3 separate regions of the Gossypium hirsutum genome follow, and regions 1 and 2 are each linked to region 3. The links are chromatin contacts, called in public Hi-C maps. All regions are on one chromosome and are shown on one strand. Each heading gives the region's core, a stretch centred on a gene start, on an enhancer-like site or on the middle of the called end of the contact. The rest is flanking DNA. Distances are from core to core; before and after follow the strand shown.

What was found. A called contact is a pair of places that touch in the nucleus more often than the background predicts.
Region 1: a Hi-C map of leaf shows a contact between it and region 3, with 2.7 times the contacts expected there. The contact joins the promoter of LOC107951804 here to the promoter of LOC107951810 in region 3. A contact is called at or near these places in 6 of 34 Hi-C or Micro-C datasets (hypocotyl and leaf).
Region 2: a Hi-C map of leaf shows a contact between it and region 3, with 2.7 times the contacts expected there. The contact joins the enhancer-like site here to the promoter of LOC107951810 in region 3. A contact is called at or near these places in 6 of 34 Hi-C or Micro-C datasets (callus and leaf).

Annotation. Positions count from the first base shown.
Region 1 is chrA02:83,526,466-83,530,329 of Gossypium_hirsutum_v2.1, forward strand. LOC107951804 (lysM domain receptor-like kinase 3) reads left to right here and starts at 2,536. Exons shown (of 11, transcript XM_041084987.1): 1 at 2,536-3,779. The coding sequence starts at 3,164.
Region 2 is chrA02:82,478,178-82,481,927 of Gossypium_hirsutum_v2.1, forward strand. No RefSeq gene overlaps it. Among protein-coding and RNA genes, the nearest start is that of LOC107951932, 62 kb to the right of the region's middle. Within about 2 kb of position 2,289, at least 6 of the 9 cell types and tissues checked have an H3K27ac peak or open chromatin away from gene starts, as enhancers often do. A contact at or near this core is called in leaf, where this site is marked.
Region 3 is chrA02:82,993,426-82,996,844 of Gossypium_hirsutum_v2.1, forward strand. It overlaps LOC107951810 (transcription factor bHLH87), which reads left to right and starts at 1,895. Exons shown (of 4, transcript XR_001698621.2): 1 at 1,895-2,170; 2 at 3,139-3,282; 3 at 3,383-3,419.

The sequences.
Region 1 (3,864 bases), core at 1,286-3,785, 530 kb after region 3:
CAAACTCTACACAATAAGATACTTGTCTAAAAGAGTTCACACTAAGCTCATATTCTATTTAAATTCCCTCCATCACTAAGAAAGCCAAATTTTCCATTGTATTATCGATGTTTTTGCCTAAATCTGATAACAATTCTCTAAATACTCCTAAATCAACGCTAGTGATTTTCAACACATTGTGCGAATCACCTCCAACATCATATCTTGTATCAACAAAAGTTTTTTTTTTTGTAAGGTATAATGACTTATTTTACCTTTCAACTTAAGAAAAAAATGTAATTTTAATCATTTGTTTAATTTTGTCTCTTTTAGTCCTTAAATTTTAGTTGTTTATTAAATCACTTCAAACTGAATAAAAAAGTTGATGTATGTTAACACTAGTTATGCCACGTGTATATGTATGTCACGTCAGTAAAGTTAACTGATGTTAATTTTTTAATATATTTTAGATTAATTTGACGAATAATGCAAGTTTAAGAGTTAAAAGAGATAAAAAAAATAGAGAGTTAAAATAAATTTTTTATAAAATTAAAAAATTAAATAAATCATTATACATTTTTATAATATTGGAGAAATAAAACAAAAAAGGAAAGGATCTTAGTTTAATAAATGAAAACAAGTTAATTTATGGCTGTGTGTGGGGGATCTTTTGGCGTTTGCTCCAGGTTACGTCTCTCTGTCTCTCCCACCTTATATTATTACTATTATTATCTTTTTCTTGTGTTAATTATGGGTTTACAGTTGTCGCTTGTCCACGTGCGGGCCTACCAAGTCAAACCTTACTCCCCGATTATTCCACTCCCTTCAAAAAATCGAGTTGAAGCCAAAGGTCTTTTTAATTTCTTTTTAAAACTAATATCCCACTTCAATTATAAAATCTTTGTTAAGCAATTGGAGGGTAAAAGAAGTCAAACAAATTCAAAGGTTTTATCACCAAACTTTAAAAAAAAAAATACAACCATTAATTGTAAGTAAATGTCGCTCGTTCGATCTCTTTCTATATTTTCTTCTTTAGAAATATATTCAAATGTCCAATTTTTATCCTTCTTTAAAAGATAATAAATAAATTTAATTAAAGTCAATTTAGAAAATATTAATTTTGAAATTTAAATAATAGACAATATTTATTTTTAAACAATTAGAATTTAAGCACCTTATTATCTATAATATAGAATATAGATGATACCAACAATATATTATAATGGAAGGTTATATTAATCATTCGAAAGGATAGCAAATTAATGGTCAAATTGAGTCAAACCTTACAAGCGAAGGTGTTTGAAACGTGCAACGATTGACTTCGACAACGTGAAAGTGTGGATAAGTGAGGTAAGTAAGGCGATTAGTTTGGGAAATGATCGGCGATCAATCTTATAAAAATGGCGCCTAATTGCGGGGCCCAACCAACTATCTTTCTCAATTCCAGCTCTTCACAACTTGTGCCAATCCTTTTCCCAACACTCAATGCCCCCGTGAATTTTATTTCCCAATTTACCCTTCCAATCCTTTTGAGTGTTTCTTGTGTGGGAGAGAGATTTATGTATTTTGTTATATCATATTTGTCTCTTGTAAATAATAAAAAAAGAAATGTAAGATAAAAGTTTTATAAAAGATTCGAAAATTTTTAAGATTAGATTTTTAAAATATTTTTTTTATAATATTTTATTTAAAATAATATTACATAAAATTTAATATATAATTTAATAGTTAAATTAACGATTTTAATAATAAAAGAATCTAACTAATATAACCGAGATGCTTTAAGAATTTCATTAGAATAATTTAAAATTTAAAAATTAATTTAGAATAAAAGTGGGTTTAAAAATATTTAGTGAAAGTACTACATTTTTTAATACCATTTCTGAAGTATTCCGCAGACAATTGCAAAATGCACTTTGAATGAAAGAAATTCAGTTGATTTGACAATAAATTTAATAAATACTTTTTATTCTTTTTAGTTGAATCATAGAAATTTAAGTATTTTTTTCGAAATTTTACTGCATTTTATATTATCCTCATTTTTAAAATATATAAATTTGATTTAGTTTATATTTTTATTTTTTATTGACTTGGTATAGTAAGATAATTAAGCATTAATTCAGTTATTAGAATAAATTTTCATATGTAAATGAAATTATTATAAATTATTAAAATTTTAATCATAATAAATTTTAAACATAAAACACAAATATATTAAACAATTAACTTCATCAATATAATCGAAGAATTAACACATATCATGAGTATTGTATTAATCTTCTATTCATATAAATATATGTATGTGTGCCGGAGCAAAGTCTGAAATTTTGAGAAAGATTCAATTTTAATAATATATTTTTACGATAATAAAAAATATAATTTTATTATTTTAATAACTTATAATTTTTTATAATTAAACTTTATTAAAATGGACAAACTTTGTTAGAAATAAAAAAAAAACGAAAATATTCAAGGAAAGGTGGGCAGGGCAGGGCGGGGCAGGGCGGGGCAGCAAATAGCTATGAAAGTGGATGGGGATGGCTTCCTGTTTGTATGTATTTGAGACTCCCTTTCCCTTTTTACAGTGAAGGACTGAATTAAGAGTTACCAACCGCAACAGAGGGAAAAAAGAAAAAGAAAAATAAAAACAGTCGAACATGCTCTGTTTAGAGTCATCTCATTCCTTTCTACTTGTGTCCTTCAAACCTCCTTAAAATTTGAAGCTTAAATCCCCACCTTCCATTTTTGCTTAGCAAAAATCTCACTTTCATCTTCCCTCTAATCTTCCAATATATTTTCTTTGATCTTCTTTTTTTACTACCATCTATCTAAATCTACCATTTTCTTTAACCTCTTCAAGGAAAAGAAATAGTAAAAGCCAGGATTTTCGTGAACTTAGCTCTAGTTTCTTCACTGACCCTTTGCTTCTCTTTGTCTGATTTTGTTTTAGATTCATACTTCTTGCTCATCATTTACAGCAAAAGCTAAACCTTGCTCAAACTTTTATCAAGTCTAATTTATGTTTGATCTAGTTTTCTCTCTATCTAGTCCTAAACTTTTTTTGTGTTAACCCTTTTAGGCCGAGTTGTTTGATCAAACTCTATTTTTATCTATTTTTTGCACTTAATTTTAGCTCAAAGTTTCAATCTTTTCTTTTTTTTTTTTTTTGTTAGAAACAAGAAAAATGGATCCTAAGGTTTCACAATTTGTGATTCTTCTACCATTAATCTTTCTTCTTATTGTTCAAACCCTCAATGCCTTGGATTCTTCTTCTGCTACAATACCCATGAATTGTACGGACACATCAAGATTATGCACATCTTTTTTGGCTTTTAAGCCGCAGGGAAACCAAAGTCTAGCAGTGATCCAGAGCATGTTTGATGTGATACCACAAGACATTACAGTTGAAGGAGAGGACAGCCATGGCTACATATTCATAAAAAAGAACTGTTCTTGCTTGACATCCTCCAAGAATTATGCAACAAACACAACCTTTACAGTGAGATCAAATCAAGGGTATGTTTATGACATGATTTTAGAGGCTTATGATAGGCTTGCAATGGTTCCAAATGTTAGCAGGCCGGCAAGGATTGGAGCTGTGGTGTCTTTGAGGCTGTTTTGTGGGTGTTCAAGTAGTTTGTGGAACTACTTGATGAGTTATGTGATGAAAGATGGGGACAGTGTGCAATCTTTAGCTAGTAGATTTGGGGTTAGCATGGATAGTATTGAGCAAGTTAATGGGATTTCAAATCCTGATAATGTCACTGTTGGTGCTTTGTACTATATTCCCTTGAATTCAGGTTTGCCTAAAAAATCATTTAATTTTTTCTGTTTATTCTTTTTACCATTTTCTGTGTGTGGTTTCTTAGGAATTTGCATGAGGAA
Region 2 (3,750 bases), core at 1,039-3,538, 510 kb before region 3:
TCCCTTAATAGTAGTTGCAAGTCTGCCTGGGTAAGAGCAGGTGACATTTTCAGCATGGTATGCTGATTTGTAGCCAGCATCATAGGACAAGGACTGAGTGGTGTCATATGTAAATATTTGGACATTTGGTGACCCTGAAGTATCTGTAAGCTTCCTGGTTGAATACCTTGCAGCATGCAACTTTGCCCCCCATGCTCGAACCTCATAGTGAGAGACTAAAAATTCCAAACAATAGCTCCTAAAGAAAGTAACCACTGTATCCCTAGCACTAAGTCGCACCCCTTCACCGGAAGAACCATGAAATCGGTTACAAACTTGTAGCCTTGTGTCTACCATTCAATAGCTCTACATAGCCCTCTTGTGCACAAACTTCCCCCATTAGCGACCATAATCTTCATTTGTTTAGCTGGTTCAATAGGTAAGTTACCCCTCTTGGCAATTTTGGAGTCCACAAAATTGTGAGTGCTCCCAGAGTCGACCAATATTATCATATCAAATTGCCCAATTTTGGCTGCTATTCTCATGGTGTTGTGTCCTTGGGATCCTTGTAAGGCGTGTAATGAGAGAACGAGGGGGTTGGGTTCAGCTTCTGGTTCTGTATTTTCAAGTTGCTCGGGGCAGTCCTGAAACTCCTCTGTTGGTGAGTTGATGGCTTCCACTCCCAATTCATTATGAGATCCTACCACCAACTGGTATAGTTGGGACTTCACGCATTTGTGTCCCGAAGTATACTTGGCAGCGCATCAAAAACATAGACCCTTTTTTCTCCTATCCTCCATTTCAGCTTGAGACAAGGCTTTGGTAGGGGTTTGATGGTTGCTTCAAGGGCTTTTCTGAGGGCCAAGATTCGACGAGGGACCTCCAAGAGTTGGCACATGACTGATAGGTTCGGGGTTAGAAAATAGGGGTTTGGAGTACCCTCCACTCCCTTCAACCAACGGAGGCCTTTTAACAGTATGCGTCGATACAATACCTTCTACCTGTTTGGCTAACATATACGCCTTTACCAATGTCTGGGTTTGAATAGTCTGAGGTACTGACCAACTTCTACCTTGAGGTTACTTATGAATATGCTTAATGCGTAGGGTTCAGGCAAGTGTAACTGGTTGAGGATACTTACAAACTGATCGTGGAATAGGTCCACCGTTCCCTGTTGCTTCAAGGTTACCAGCTTAGTCATCGGGTCAGTGAAGTTGGAGGGGACGAATCTCTCTTGCAACCCTCGGGCATAGGTTTCCCAAGACAACATTTGAAGTCCACCTTGTCTTTGGCTAAAAAAGTGGTGCCAATCCAGGGCTTTTCCCTCCAAATGGAGCATAACAGTTCGCACCTTGTCCTGTTCCAACACACCTTCAGCTTCGAAGAATTGCTCTAACTTCGACCACCATCCCTGGAAGTCTTCACCATCAAACCTCGGGGAGTCAAACTTGAAGTTTCTACCCATGGAGTATAAGGTACTAGCCCTTGAATGTATGCCTATATGACTAGACTCAACCATAGGTGATAGCAAAAGTGACTCCTTTGGTGGGAACCCAGGAGGTGTGCCCCCAAGTACCTCTTTTCCCTTGTTCGATGTCTGTCCCTGAGCAGGTGGTGTCGCACGCCCTATCTGCTATTCAAAAAAATTTTAAAGCTCGGTGCGAATGCCAAAGTTTACATTTTTGTGGAACTCTTTGAATCGGGACTCCATTCGAGCGTCTATTTTTGGGCTAAATTGGTTTGTAGTTGAGTGAGTTCCTGTTGCATCAGCCCCATGTCTTTCTGCATGTTTCCCATGTCCTTTTGTAACCTCGTGGTGACTCCCTCACCGGCCATCGAGAGAGGCTCTAATACCTTTGATACCGTCGGTAACGTTACTGGAAGAACAATAAATGAAGAAGAAAGAAGTAGGAGAGGAAGAGATGAAAGCAGATGAGATAAGAGAATCAAGAAGGGAGAATAATTCAGTTTTTCATAATACCCCTCATGTCTGTCAATAGAAATAGGACAAAACTCACGTTTAAAGAAAACAAAACAGACAAACGCAATGTTTGATGCATGATAGTTAGAAATTAAAAATAGTGTGAAATAAACAGAGTTGAAACCGTGGCCTTCCATTTTGGTTTGTATCAGAAGATAGGAAGAAAATTCTGAACTTATCTCCCTGGTTATTTGACCATTGTCTTTTTGCAATGTTGCTCATTGTCAAAGATAAAGAGATGGAATCTTACGCCTTCAACTTAGCTGCTTTTTGGGTAAGAATCTTTAATATACCCTTTGAATGTATGGACAGACGAGTAGCTATGGATGTGGGCAGTGCTATAGGGGAAGTTATTGCCATCGACTGGCGTGATAGAGATGGTTGATGGACAGAATATATCCAAATTAGTGTTATAATTGATACTTCCAAACCTCTGCGTAGAGTGGTCCAGTTTGTGAATAGGGAGGGTTTCATTTCTGTTTGCACCATAAAATATGAGAGATTGCCTACTTTCTACTACAATTGTGGCCTTATAAGCCATTCAACACAAAAATGAGATAAGATGGTTATCCAAAGCAAATCCAATGATACTAGCTATCAATATGGAAATTGGTTAAAAGCTTATATAGGTATAACTAATCAGGATCGAAGAAATTGGAGAAATAGGATTGAAGTTATTGAAGCTAAAAGAGTAGTGGAAAGTGAGTTGAATAGAACGACACAAGGAAATACTGAGCTAAATGTATCTGGTGAAATAAAGGAAAAAGAGAAAATTAAACTGACTGAAGAAGAGTTGAGATCGAGTTCACAAATAGAGAAGTGACCTTTCAAGTTGTCCTGTATAGTATATAGGAAAATGAGAAAAAAAAAAAGAAAAGAGGCAACAGGTAGCTGTGGAGAGTTAACCGAAGACAACCCCAGTAGATCAGGTCGTAGAAAGCTCATGGATAGTTTATCACTTTTAAAGGCAGTGGTTGACGATCAGCCCTACCAAGATCAATGAAGTTCCTATGTTGGAACTATCGTGGGTTAGGGAACCACGTGACAGTTCGGGAGCTTTAGCAACTCTTAGTTGCAAATAACCCTGACATTATTTTCCTTAGCGAAACTAAAATGAAAGTTAATGATTTTCAACGTGTTCAGAATAAGTGCAGAATGCAAAATGGTTTGGCTGTGAGTTTTGAAGGAAGAACTGGAGATCTCGCGTTGATGTGTAGGGAAGGCGTTGATGTTACCATTCAAAACTACTCCAAGTTCCATATTGACTCCCTGCTTAGGTATGAAAATAACAAAAATGTTCGTTTCACTGGTTTTTATGGCAACGCGAATCCGAGTCTTAGAAATAGTTCGTAGGATATGCTAAGAAGAATCGGTGGGACGGTTGGGGAGGACTGGGTGGTAGGGGGATTTTATGCAATTTTGAAGAAAAACAATATTGAAAAACTTAAAGATTCGAATGGCAATTGGGTGACGGATATAGAGATATTTGCAATATTGCTAAATACTATTTTTGTAATTTGTTTCGATCTAATAACTATGTTGATGATATCCATGTTTTGAACTATATCAGTGAGTGTGTTACCAGAGAACCCAATGATTGGCTTGAAGAAGATTACATAGAGAGTGAGATCATCCAAGCCATTAAGCAGATGGATCCTAGGAAGGCCCTTGGAGTGGACGGTCTGTTGGGAGTTTTTCCAAGCATAACTGGGAGATTGTTGGGAGGGACACTATTCGGTTTTGCCTTGATATTCTTAACGGGAATAAATATGTTTCATATTTAAATGAAA
Region 3 (3,419 bases), core at 645-3,144:
ATTTTCCAACATTTTCTAAAATTGAGTTGTTACACTCAAGGCGAGAAGGAACATATATTGAAATTTATCTCTTTGACGATCAAAATCACAAAAGCGGATTGAAGGACCAAAAGTTAGAGAATTCTTGAGGAAAGTTTTGGTGCTGATTTTGAAAAAAAAAGTTTTATTAGAAGAGAATGAGATTTTTGGGTTATTTGTTGGAGGTCCCTAATCGTCGATTCATCGACAGACATGATGATAAAGTGCAACTAGGGTTTTGACAAAAAAAAAATAGAAGAGGAAGAGAAAGGGACACCACGACGAAGAAAATTTTTTTAATTAACAATTAAAATGTAAAAGTAATTAGGGTAGGCTATACAAATGGTCACCAAACTATGCCTGTTTCTCTCTTTTGGTCACCTAACTTTAAAAAATTAAAATTTAGGCGCTACTATTTGAATTCATTCCTCTTTTGGTCCCCCGTCGTTGAATTGATAACTAAAAGCCTTATTTAATTGGTATAGTAACACATTTAGTTCACAATACTTACATATTTTATCAATTTGATCCTCAAACTTTCAAACCAAAGCTTTCACCGTTTAAAATAGAGGCATCCCACATCCATAAATTTGTAAAACCCAAAAAGAAAAGAAATTTTCTCAACTAGGGATGCCTCTATTTTGGGTTTTACAAATTTATAAATGTGGGATGCCTCTATTTTAAAAGCTGAAAGCTTTGGTTAGAAAGTTTAAGGATCATTTTGATAGAATTTGTAAATATGAAGGGTTAATTTTTTTTAATTATTTAGAATTAGGATCAAATTAATAAAACATGTAAGTATTGTGAACTAAATGTGTTAGCATACCAGTTAGAATAAGGCTTTTCATTATCAATTCAACTACAGGTGACCAAAACAAGAAGGCGAGCATTGTTGTATGACCATTTGTATAATTTACGCAAGTAATTAATTAAATTTATTTATTTATTTTAATTATGGAAATTTAAAAATATATTAGAAGGGAATTAACTTTTGTTAAAACATGTCACAATTTCATTGAATTTTATTAAAAATATTTATTTTGTTTTATTTTATTTATGTTTTATTTAATATGTTAGGTTTAAAAAAGGGAAATTTTAATACAAGTCCCTCTTCTATACCATTCAGCATTTTCCTTGGGTCCACCATGTTAGTACATGTTAGAGTTTAACACTATTAAATTTAAGTACTAAAAGGTTGAATACAAATCGGATAAATTGAAAGAACATGTATTATATATAGTAGTGAAAATTTTATTAAAGTATAAAGGTAAATTTTTTTAAAATATATTTATTACATAATTTTTTATTTATAATCTAATTGTTATAATTTGAATGGGTATTGTTTAAAAATTATATTTATTATTATACCGGTAACTTCTTTATTTTTTTATTTTTTATTTTGAAGATGAAAGATAAATAATGCAGACGCAAATCACAACTGAACCGTTGAAAGTTGGAGTCTTGGATGATTGAAATACTCCATGGTCCCCACAGTCCCCCTGTTTAGATTTCGCCCACGTGGGAGATGGCTATCCATTTATGGAAGCTCCCAATCATGATGCGCCACATGTGATCCGGAGTGTTGCCTTCACGTGTTCATAACGGTTTAGGATTTTTGCAGAAATAACGCGGGAGAGAGGATCATAGCGGCATTTATTTGGATTTTGATAAGAGATAGGGGGACCATCCGATAAATTACAAAAATATTAGGCCACCATTAACAATACTTGTGGACCTATCTTCATTTTAATATTTTCAACACATCGGCCAGCCTGATTAACGCACAGAGGTGAATTGCTTGAATTAAATTTTAGTACCCAGGAAATGTTAAAAATAATGGACTCCCAAATGAGCATGAAAAAGATTGAGAATAGGTGGCACCCGACATATCTTTCAATAAGATCATGGATGGTTTGGTAATTGTGACAGGATAAATCAAGTTCAACCGTCAAACTCTCTAGGATTTAAGACCAACTACTTCTAATTACTGAAAACACTCATTTAATGCTCCTTCCTTGTATATATTCTCACTGCTTATCTGCAGATTTGGTGAAGAAAAACGCCACATAGTTGACAATATAAGGGAAAGGTTGGCAGTGGCATATACAAAGGGGAACCCATTCACTGAGTTGTAATGATGGGGCGCATGTGGGTACGACTCTCTTTTCTTTTCTTTTCTCTATTCTATTTCTTTCTCTGCTTTCCCTCTTGCAAGTACAACCATCTGTATTTAATAAAGTGAAATGAAAATATATTATATGTATGTTATATTAGAATGGTTGAAGAGACAAAATTCTGTAAGCAACTTGCTTTCTGCACTGTCTATATATCTATTATCTTCTGCCTCTGATCCTCTGATTATCCCTTTCCTTTGGCCTGCAAACATATATCAGGCAGTCCCCCACTACTCAAAATGGCAATCTATGAAGCGTAGCTGCTGTTTAATTGATGCCACTGTACTGAAATGTTTAAATTCACCTCACCCTTATAAACGAGCATTTAATTCTGATATGTGGGTAGGTACCATAGTTGAGACTGGAAACTGGGATACCAGTCATGATTAATTAGAGACTGTCAAATAGATGCTTGTTTTGACTGCAGTTTTTTTTTTTGAAACTTTACAGTGCACATTAAATTTCCATGAGCAACCAAAAGGATGTCATGTCAGATTATTTCCCGCACTAGAAATATATATATATATATTATTAAACTATATAGTTTAAATATGCTTCACTAATATCTCAAATGCTCCCCATCTGCAGAAATATATATCCATACACACCCACCAAACTGACCCAGAAAGCCTTATCTTTTCCACACTCCACATTACTGATTACACCTCTTTTCAACTTTTGAAACTATGTTATTTTATGTTAAGCTATTCTTTTTTTCTTTTATTTTAAGTCCTAATACAAAGTATTTGTTGGATTATAAAACTAGTTCTCTTTTTTTTGTTTTTTTTTCCCTTACCTATCTATATAAGCATGCATGCCTTTTAACAACATTACTGAGTGTGTCAACTATGTTTATATACAGAATAGCTTAAGGTAGATGAAAAATCTAATTCCCTTAACTCGTCGTATGCATGATTTTGTTTATGGTTTCATGTTTATCATTCAGTTTCCATGACTGATGCTTCGTGATCAAGAATTAGAGAGGATTTGGTCCAACTTAGTCTCTGTTAAAAGAATTGCGACAAATATTTTTCACTTGTGTCTTTTTGTCGAAGCCAAACTCAACCAGCTGCAGTAGGATCTGGATTTGGTATGTACTTTTACTCAAATTTCTATCAACTTTATATATTCATCTGCATTTCTTTCAATCCTTGGATTAATATGTTGAAGTTATTTTATTTTGGGCTCAGAAAAAAAAGTTTCAGCCATGGATGGCTTGGGATGGGA